Regions from separate parts of the Hordeum vulgare genome. Here region 2 is linked to region 1. A link is a contact called in public Hi-C data. All regions are on one chromosome and are shown on one strand. Each heading gives the region's core, a stretch centred on a gene start, on an enhancer-like site or on the middle of the called end of the contact. The rest is flanking DNA. Distances are from core to core; before and after follow the strand shown. Region 1 has its middle 120 kb from the start of LOC123450565. Region 2 has its middle 94 kb from the start of LOC123446515.

Region 1 (5,318 bases), core at 1,180-3,679:
TGCATATTTTTACTTTCCACTCCTATATTCTTAGACTTGCATATGTAGGATGTGCTTGACTTGATACAATTGCTAAAACTTGCCCACAATTAAAATTAGAAAAATAATAAGTTTTTATTTGGTCAAGTAGTATAATCATCCCTCTCCTCTCTAGACATACTTTGAATACTACAACTTTTCACATACTTTGATCATGAAATGCGTGATTAAGCAACTCATATTTGACTCTAAAATGATCTGAGTGAGCATATGTGGGCTCACGTGGTAATCAATAGAATGTATCTGGCTCTTGCTCTTTTTATTGTATTTATGACAAATTTTATTTGATTTGTAAACTATGAGATTTTTTTATGAAATTATGTAATTTTTATTCGGATCTGGTTAAAACTCTGATCAAAGTTGATATGTATGTAAAAAATATATAAAAATATGATCGAACGGACCATACAAATAAAATGAGTCAGCGTGTTGAACACACTAACAAATAAGACGGGACACCTCACAAAATACTAACCCAAACAAACAAAAAGTAGAGAAAAATCACGTTCATTTGCAACGGCGGGACCCGAACTCTATAACGGCAGTGCGTCCGATCATGCACGGGCCATGCTTCTACCACGTCCCTGCATGTGCCATGTACGTAGTCAGAAAAAGACTGAGAAACACGTTTGCACTTTAGAGTAACTTCAGCCACGTGACTCAAACGGATGCGAGTTTTGTTCATTTAGGTCAGCCCGTGAATATTCATGTCCGTTTTTTAAAATGGATCAATGTTTGTGTTCAATGCTAACATGGTTCATTTTTAAGACGGTATGAAAAAATACATCATAAATATTTGAAAATAGAAAAGGGTGATTGAACATTAATGTTGGCCTTAAAGATCAATGATAGTCCCACGAGTCCACATTGCATTAAATAAAAAAACTTACTTAAACTGAAATCAAAGAGGCGTGTTGCCCTAGGCGTCCTCGAGGCCAGTAAGGTCGACGAGCGTCTACGTCTGGCCAGCCCAGCCCAGGGGAAGGCCGTCTCCGAGGCGGTGGCGACGTCGTTCGTCGGTGGATGCACCACCGTTGGCTGGGCTTCAGCACGACGCATTCCCTTCTCGGCTTCAGCGTCGCGCTCGAGCTGCTCGAGTCGCTGGCCCTCGAGGCTCTCCTTCGCCAACCACTATTGCCACCAATACTCCACGTAGGCCTGCTCCTGTTTCAGCGTCGCCCCCAATCAAACGGATGGTGTGCTCACCCACTCGCGCACCATCCCGTTCGAGATGTACTGCTCGATCTTCACGGGGTCGGCCCTGGCTTGCCCTTGGTGGGGGACGGCGGGGCCAGCGACGGCACGACGCAGTCGTCGACGGCGTAGAGCACCATTGCCTCCGCCAACCGCGCCTGGTAAGCCGCCTCCTCCTCCTCCTCCTCCTCCTTGCGTTGCTCTTCCTCCTCGCTTTCACGGAGGACGGTCGTTAGCGCCTCTTGGTAGGCGGCCTCCACCTCCTGGTTCTCGTCGTGCACGACAAAGAGGCGGCGGGGTGCCAGCCCCCACGTTGCGGACGCCACGCCGGTGCTGCTTCAAGTGCTCCGAGGCAAACCAGACTTTTCAATCAGGAGAGTCTGGAACGTACGCGGGGTTGAACCACTGCTCAGGCGTCAGCTGTTATCGTCGACGCCGAACCTCCACCGCATGCGCCCGCATCGACTGCGGTATTTGTCGGCACTGAGATCCTCTCCGGATCCAAGTGCCACTCATGTGGCAACATCACGTCGGGGTAGGGGAGAGGGATACGGTGCTCCCAGTGCCACCTCGCCTGGTGCATTGGGACGCTTATCCGCTGCCGAGGCGGGCGGGAAGACGACGGCGAGAGGAGCACACACCAAGAGAGGGCTCGAGCCTGCGTCGGAGAAGAAACCCGTGGTGATGGCTAGGGTTTGTCGTCAACGGGGAAACAACGGGGTAGCTAGATGGGGCGGCTTTGTGGGAGAGAATGAGCCCCCTCCCCCTCCTCCACACACGCTCGGATTAAAGAAAGACGCCCGTGGTCGTTGACGCGTGAGCCCGGGATAAATGGTCATCATCTCTTTACAAAACACGGACGGTAATTGATCAACCGCTACGTGGGGGCGGGACAGACATCGAAAGGGCACACGCCGCGTTCGCGTCGACGCATTTTAATCTTAAATTTAAGTTTAAAATGAATCGGCGCGAACGACTATCCAAAAGGACACGTGCGGACGAACCTGTTGAAGTTGCTCTTACGTACCAGTTCGTTGCGTGGAAGCATCCGGTGAGTACGTGCAAGCTGGCGAGGCGGGGTGAAGAACTGAAGATCGAAGACGGCGCCACGGAGGCAGCCGATGACCTGCCTGCTGGCTGAGCCGCCAGCTTATGGTCACATCGAAGCGGCTGGTCGATCGTCTCTCTGGGTATGTGCTCAGTGCTCGTGTCGTGTCCGGGAAAGCGACACGGTTCTGGTTAGTCCCACGCTTGGCCTGTTCGTCACAGATGACGCGGAACTTATTGGCGCCTCGGCACTGATAATATCTCGCGTGAACCGCACATGACAGCGTTGGCGTGTAGTAGTACAATAGCTAGTAGAAGACGTCGTATGGTACAGGTGCAACGAGGTACTGGCAAGCCATGGGAGTGGGACGTACGCACGTCGTAGCTTGTCAATTTGATGATCAGACGACGCGCTCACGCTGCATTGACTTGTTCCATTAACGGTGTCACCGCGAGCTGTTTATGTTGCTTTCCACTCTGGATGTATTTGGTTCCACAAATTTTCCCCGTTATCCGATTACGCCGCAAACTGATACTGTTAATCATGTTTGTTTGGCCCGCCCGTAAACAAGTACTACCACGTAAACAGATTACAATGCAAGTCTCCGTTGATTTCCGCCGACCCCTCACCGAAAACAGATACCATTCCCCATTGCAGCTTCGTCCTCGTCTAGCTACGGTTTCATCGAGATCGATCCATCCGCTCTCAGTGGCTCGGTCCCCTCCGCGATTCCGCCCCCAATGTTGTACATCGAGGCTCGCGGCGGCGCTGGTCTCACACCGTACCTCGATCAACTCTGCTTGATGTGCAGGCTCGCGGAGACGTCATGAGAGGAGCAGCGGGGCGGCGGCGCAGGCAGTCGCGCCATTAGAGGTCTCCAACTATGACTACGTGCTTCACCAGCAGGTCTCCAAGCTGCTCGAGCATGCGTTCTCGTAACCATCATCGGTGGAGGCAGCGCTCGATGGTGGGGATGCCGGGGCTAAGGAAAAGGATGGTTCCTGGGTCGACGGCGTCGAAGACGACAATATAGCTGATGGGAATGATTACGGTTACAGTTCGCAGGCAAACAAAGTTCCATTTTTCTCCATTTCATTTACAGTACCGGTGTGACCTCATTCCATTTACGTTCGCGTTACCTTTGATGAACCAAACACCTCCAGAATGGTTCCTCGCTGGGTTGCAGCCAATTTTGTGCACTCACTCTTGTCATGTATAGAGTCCTGAAAAAGTTCATCGACACATCTACAACCTTCGTCTCAAACCCTACTCAAATATTCGGAGGAATGGATCGGTCGCTGGCCGTTTAAAAAATGTCAATATATATAGGTGCTTTAGATCCAATTCGAACGTTCGGACTAATTAACACTCCTCATATTTACCTCATATATAAAGTGAATATGAGGTATGTGAGCACGTCTGTCATGTTGAATCTGACAGACCTACCCTATAATAAATTGCATCAAATTCCTTCAAACTTATCCGATTCATTTGCGCCGGACTACGTCATGCCTTCTATGTATTGAACACATTGTCCAACTAGCTTTTCATGATTTTTTCTATAAGCTTGATGAGAATGATTGAAAAAGTAAGTTCTCATACTTAAAAACTTTCTCACGGTTTATAGTTGCCATCGATGCTCGCCTTGGAAGGATATGAGCTCCTTCATAAAGTGAGCATTGATAGCCCCTATTAAGAAAGAGTAACTTAATGCTTTTGCACGCGTGGTTATTTAAGTCTGTCGTGGCCCTCCTCCTCCGACGAGGTGGGACTAAAAGCCCTCAACCAGGCCGGCCCAACACGCATGTTTTCATACTGGAAAAAATTTATGAACAATTTTATGGTGTTTACACAACCCCGCCGGCCCAACATCGACTAAAACATCCAAAATGATTACGTGTCTTTGCATGTATTGTTTTAAATATAGGGTTTACAGTTGTAAATGAAAAAAATTGAGGCCCGCCTCATCACTGTATGAAGGCGTGTCTGAACGCGTCCATAGATGTATAGAAACTCAGATTGGCCTATCATTGATGTAGATGCTCCCACTTGGCTTGCGCGTGTATGACGGGGCGAAGATAGAGGGCCCTGGACTTGCACAACATATTCAGCGCTTGTTGCGCCTAAGTCATTCTTATGCAGTAATTAAATGGGACGGTCCGAAACGTGTGTCTCACAGTATTGATTTTGGAAACTTTTAAGAAGGTTCCTTTGGTTTATGTGCAAGTTTATTTTTGGTTTTATTTTACCCGGTCTATGTTTCGTTAGCTCAGTTTACTTTTTATTTTTAATTTCTGATTTTCCTCAAACTTATTCTTAAAATTCATCATTTTTTGCCAAATTCATGACAGAAAATCAAATTCGTGGACTATTTTCAAACATCTGAACATTTTAAAATATGCCAACTTCTTTTCAATTTCACGAAGTTTTTCCTAATATACGGTCTTTTTTCAAATCTTATGAACATTTTCAGATTCGTGATATTTGTAAAAAATGTGGATTTGTTTCAATTTTTTGGTATTTTATAAATTTACGAAATTTTGAATAACCTTTGAAAAATATCAAAACTTTTAATTTTTTGTAGATTCTTCTTTTTAAATGTCAATGGTCAACCAAAATAACAGGCAAGAACAACCCTAGCGCTAGACCAGCCAGCCCATGCACGCGGCTTCAAGCACTGTAGGGGCAAACTAGGGCCCGAAACGCCGTGCAGGAATTCACGAGCTTGAGAGCTATATCTCGCTCAACTCCAGATGGAATCAAGTTTCGCCTAAAGAATTTTCTGCAAACTACTGTACTGAATATACGTGCATTCCTCGCTCGCCCACCATTGTTTCGTTGTTCACTTCGATCTCCTCTTTTTCGTTTTTTACGGTTTCTAGTTCTTCGCTGATTTTTTGGTATTTGAGTTTTTTCTTAGTTTTTCACCTGTTTTTTTTTATTTCTCGGTTTTACTTTTCTTTTTCCTTTTTCTTTTTCGTTCTTTCTTCAGTTCTTGTTTCTTTCTCTGTTTTCAATGGTTCTTTTTATTTGCTTT
Region 2 (5,318 bases), core at 1,521-4,020, 350 kb before region 1:
TTGCGAATATCTTGTTGCTTCCATGAGGTCCTTGTTTCCGTTAGTGGCTGGTTGTGACCTCATAATTTTGAGATGATGTCCATGAGCCCACAACAAGTTTTTCTTTCATTGTTGTTTTTCCAACAACTCCGTTCAATTCTTCTTGTAAGGATGCTCTCAAATACAATTGTGGTGGAAGTTGTCATTTTCTTCTCCATTCTCTTCTCCTCAAAGATCTAGTTTCTATTCTCTTGCTCTGGAGGATGTGTGATGTTGCTCTCTTTTATCCATCATCTTATCCTTATTGAGATCATGTTCTTCCCTTGCTTGTCCATTTAACTGGAGTGTTGTGCTCGTATTCAATTATTTCCATCTTATCAATTTTTTTCTCTTTCCTACTGAAGTGTTGCCGAAATTTCTGTTGAATTCTTTCTTGTTTCTCATATCATTATTCATCTCTTTGCAACCTTCAGGGATCGTTGGTCTCACTCGTTTGTCTAAGAAGCAACTAAGTTTTACCTCTTTTGTCTCTCTTCCTCTTCCCCCTATCATTCTTAGATCTCGGGTCGAGATCTCTTATTAGTGTAGGAGACTTGTAACAGCCCGGAACCGACGCTCCTGAAGATTCCCCTTTTATTCCATTGTCATCGTGTGATTATTTCGGCTCTCGCATTCATCATTGAATCATTCGCATCATCCGCATTGCGTTGGCACTCCGTTGCCGTCATTTTTCAAAACTTGCGTACATTATTAGTTGCCGGTTCTCTCCGTTTTTGTCGTTGACCATTTCGAGACCAACCACACACACATGCACGTGCGGCATCATTTCAATATCGTTTTTAAAAGTGTGTATAAAACTTTCTCAGATTGGGTTCAAAGTTGGCGTGTGGTCTTATTTTAAAGTACGTAGGCCGTCTACCAAATTTCATCGCAACGAAGTCCGTTTGATACCCGAATGGTCGACCGTAGCGGCACCATCATCGGTTTATTCGTCGAACGTATTTCAGTTTTATTAACTCCATGCCGGGCCGCAAACCGCCCACTCATCTCAGCCCAACACCCCCTATACAAACCACTAACCCATCTAGCCTTGCCTTCGCTTCCGGGCCGTCCGATTGAGACCAAACGGTCCAAAAATGGGCAATTTCCACTAAACCTAGACCCTATTTCCTATTTAAGGAGACCTACCCTGCCTATTTGGGCGCTACCCTAAGGCCAACTCCAGCGCGCGACCCCATGCGGACGTCCATTTTTCCCGGATTCTGTCTGTTTGGGGCGGGCGATGGGGTCGTGTCTGGGCCATTTCTCGCATGTGGTGGCCGTGCGCCCAACGCGCGGGCGCATCCTTGGGCGCATCTTCAAACACAAGCATTCGAATAGCCACGACCCATAGTTCATGCAAGCGGTCCTAGATCACGCTGGCAACAGAGCCAGCGGCCGGCAACATAGCCGGCCTCCAAAAAAGAATAGTTTTTTCACTGGCAACACATCGAGTGGAGGGAAACCGGGCAACAATGGCATGGTCAACGATATCGGGGAGGGGCACTCCGGAGGCTGGACGACCGACGAGCCTGTTCTCGCCGGCCCGACGGGCGCAACCGGGAAGCTCATCGGACGACACAACCCCATCATGAGGAGGGCGTGCGCTTTGCTGACGATGGCCTCCTTCTCTTGAGCATCGGCCTTCTGCCACGCGGCCTCCAACACAGCGCGCTCGATGGCGTACGCGGTCGCTGCGTCCTTCCTCTTCGTCTTCGCCCGTCGGTTCCACCTCTTGGCCGATTCCGCGTCCAGCTTTGCGATCTCCTTCGGCGTGAGTTCTGACCGCGACTTCTTCGTACCCTTGGGCGCCTTCTCCTTCTTCGCCTTGGTGGCCGGGACGACGGTCGGGTCATCGGAATTCGGTGGGGGATAGGCCATGGCGGGAGATGGCGGGCGGAGGGGAGGGCGGGGCGTGGGAGGGTTTTGGGGGGAAATGAAATGGAATGGGGCATGGGGAAGGGAAGGTCGTGCTGCTTTGTGCCGCCAATGGGAGGGCCATGGGAGGACAAACGCACGCGTCTCACCCTCAGCGCGGCGTTCGCGCGCTGTCCATTTCACCTCAAAATCGGACCAAGTTTGGGTCGTGAATGGGCCAAAAGCGGACAGAAAACGGACAAACGTCCATTTGCGCCCGCACGCTAGGCCGCCTGATGTGTTCATTTTACCCCAAACGGATGCGAGTGGACATGATAAGGCCGCGCGTTGGAATTGGCCTAATCCACCTCAGAATCCGCACCGCTGCCAGCCACCTCCTACCTCTCTCCTGCAACCCCGTTGCCCCCTCTCTCGTGCAACCCCGTTGCCCACCTGGTGCCTCCACCGTGCCACGCCTACACAGCCCACATCCGGCCCGCCCGGGCCTGGATCGAACCGCCCCGCCTCTTGCGAACCCGCTCGCGAGCAGCCCCGCACCCTGCCTCGCTAGCTATAGCCTCTTGAGAGCTCGTGCCTGAGCTCTCCCCGCACCTCCACCCCGCCGTACACTCCGGCTGGCCACCGGGGGGATCTCCGCCATCACCGCCAGTCGGCCCTAGCCAGAGTCACCGGAGCCCTGTTGCCGAGTCCCGTGCGCCCCGTGTCGCCGGTCCTTTCCGATGGAGGCCACCAGACCACCAGCCTCCGTCGGATCCGGCCGACCCTGACCCATCGGTGTCCAAATCCACCGAAGCCCCGTCGGCCTCCACCCTCTTGTCGCCCTCTGGCTGGTTTGCCCCGCCGCCACCGTCGCCAAGGCCCACGCGCTCCTCCCCTCGAGCCCTGCTCGCCCGCCAGCCTGTTAGGCCTAGTGGTGAGCTCCAGCCCACTCTGTTATATTGCACCTCAGGCACTATGCAGTTATCCAGCACCCATACGTGTTAGCCCACTAGCTGCAGATTCGGCTCATGTGCTACTTATTTTCTGCGGACAAATTTAGCAACTATCTAGTGCATTATTAATTATATAAAAATACATATTTTTAAAATCTCATAGTTAATTAACCATGCATCGGATGAAAATAAATTAGATATGTAAACAACTTAAAATTTTGTGTAGTTTCACAATATCCAACTCTCACATGTGTTTAAAATGCCTAAACTTGATGTTTAATTAAATTTCTTAAATGCCATGTTAGAAATGGTTCATGTCATAACTAATTAACCGTAGCTCCGACTAAAATGTTTCACATATGTAACTTGGCTAGAAACATGTGTAGAATAACATGATAGCATTTATTTTGCTATTTAACAACTCTAAAATTGTGTTTTAGGGATATATGTAGCAAATTCAAAATTACATATGGGGACTTTATGAAATTGTTATTCGTTGGTATGGCCTCATTTGAACTTGCGTAGAATTTCATGTAGATTCATAATGTCATGTTGCATCCATGTTTTAACATGTTGTGTCTGTCATTTGCATGCATTTTACATTCATGCCATGTCATCTTGTGTTGCTCATATCTTTTAGATTGTAGCTTCGTTTTAGATGATATATATATATATGTGTGTGTGTGTGTGTGTGTGTGTAAATTGACTAGAATGACGTGTAGATTCACACGGTCCACTTTATTTTGCTGTTTAGTACATATAAAACATGTGTAGTTCATATGTGGACCAATTTCGAAATTAACACATGGGGTCATTTCGGAAATACTATATGTTGTTGCAGACCTCATTTAAAATCCCTGGATAGTGTAGTTTATTTATGCTTCACCTCTTGCCATGTTTAACAACATTAAACATTGTCGTGTACCTAAACGAGAGTGAACTAAGTAATTCAAATATGAAGTTTCGTCAATATGCAACTCGTTGCATATTGAGCTTCACTTAATGTGTAGTATTCAGTTGTTGTGATGAGCCATGCCTTGCATAATTAAACCAGACATGCATCATATTTGATTGTGCATCTTGTCATGAATATGTGTGGTGTTATTGAGTGTTGATTGTTGTTATGGATTGTTTCTTCTCGATAGACTTCCGAACCGCTTCGGAGTGTGAGGACCCGTACGACTATGTTGGTTCGTCTGCTTCACGGATTCGTTCTTCTTCCAAGCGGGATCATAGGCAAGATGACCATTTCCCTAGACACCATTACTATCATTGCCATGCTAGTTGTCTCATTTCTTTCGCTATGTCTCGCTGCTTACCACTTAAATGTCAGCTTCCCAACATTGCCATGAAAAGCCTCTAACCGTTCCACAACCCGGCAAACCACAATTTGGCTTACCGCTTGATCAACCTTATTATAGCGTTGCTAGTTGCAGGTGCAGTTGATTCCATGTGAAAACATGGGTTCTTGTTATATCATCATATTATCGTTATTTAATTTAATGCACCTATATACCTGGTAAAAGACGGAAGGCTTAGCCTTTTGGCTGGGTGTTTTGTTCCGTCTTTTCCGCTTTAGTTTCGGCTACCGGTGTTATGTTCTATAAATGAGCGCTCCTAACATGCTTGGGATTATTATGGGGACCCCCTTGATTTTAGTTTTGGGATAAAACTCTTTCGGCAAGGCCCAACATTGGTCCTATATTTGCCCAACATAATAATACTGAACACCGTTAGTAACACATAGGAAGTCAGCGCTACCCGTGGATTAATTCAATACAATATAGAGGGGCTAGTGCTGATGGTGTTGGTCCCAGACAGGCATACCGCGGGGCCACCACGGGAAACTCGAGGTTTGGTTTTACTCATAGTGTGACTCATCCGTCGTGTCCTGAGAACGAGATACGTGGCTCCTATTGGGATCGTTGACACGTGGGCGACCTTGCTGAATTTGTTTTACTTTTCTTGGACATCTTGTGCGAGGGATTCTCAGGATACTTTGGGCTATCTTGAGGGTTAGGTTTTCCACCAGGAATCCGAGGAGATCACGGGTTTTCCCGCGGTCGAGGTTTCCAACGCAGCGTGTGGAAGTTTGTGATGGACTAGTTGGAGCACCCCTGCAGGGTTAAATCTTTCGGAAATCCGAGCCCACAGTTATGTGGAAAACTGGGAAACTTTGTTTAACATCCGTTTCTAGATAACTTGAAGTAAACTTAATTAAAATATGCCAACTGTGTGCGTAACCGTGACTGTCTCTTCTCGCGAGTTCTGCATCCGGAAGAGGACAAGGTGTGGTTATGTTTGACGTAAGTAGGTGATCAGTATCATTCATTTGATCATTGTTAGTTCACGTTTGTTTATGCTTGGATCATCCCCTTTTTATTCTTGTACTCTTAAGTTAGCCACTCAAATAAATGCTTAGTTGCTTGCTGCAGCCTCACCACTTAACCATACCTCACCCATTAAGCTTTGCTAGTCTTGATACCTTTG

The links. Hi-C and Micro-C count contacts between places; a contact is called where the count stands out from the background.
Region 2: a contact with region 1 is called in a Hi-C map of leaf, with 2.6 times the contacts expected there. The contact joins two enhancer-like sites. A contact is called at or near these places in 2 of 6 Hi-C or Micro-C datasets (leaf and seedling).

Annotation. Positions count from the first base shown.
Region 1 is chr4H:403,151,937-403,157,254 of MorexV3_pseudomolecules_assembly, reverse strand. No RefSeq gene overlaps it. Among protein-coding and RNA genes, the nearest start is that of LOC123450565, 120 kb to the left of the region's middle. Within about 2 kb of position 2,429, at least 2 of the 3 cell types and tissues checked have open chromatin away from gene starts, as enhancers often do. A contact at or near this core is called in leaf, where this site is marked.
Region 2 is chr4H:403,501,318-403,506,635 of MorexV3_pseudomolecules_assembly, reverse strand. No RefSeq gene overlaps it. Among protein-coding and RNA genes, the nearest start is that of LOC123446515, 94 kb to the right of the region's middle. Within about 2 kb of position 2,770, at least 3 of the 3 cell types and tissues checked have open chromatin away from gene starts, as enhancers often do. A contact at or near this core is called in leaf, where this site is marked.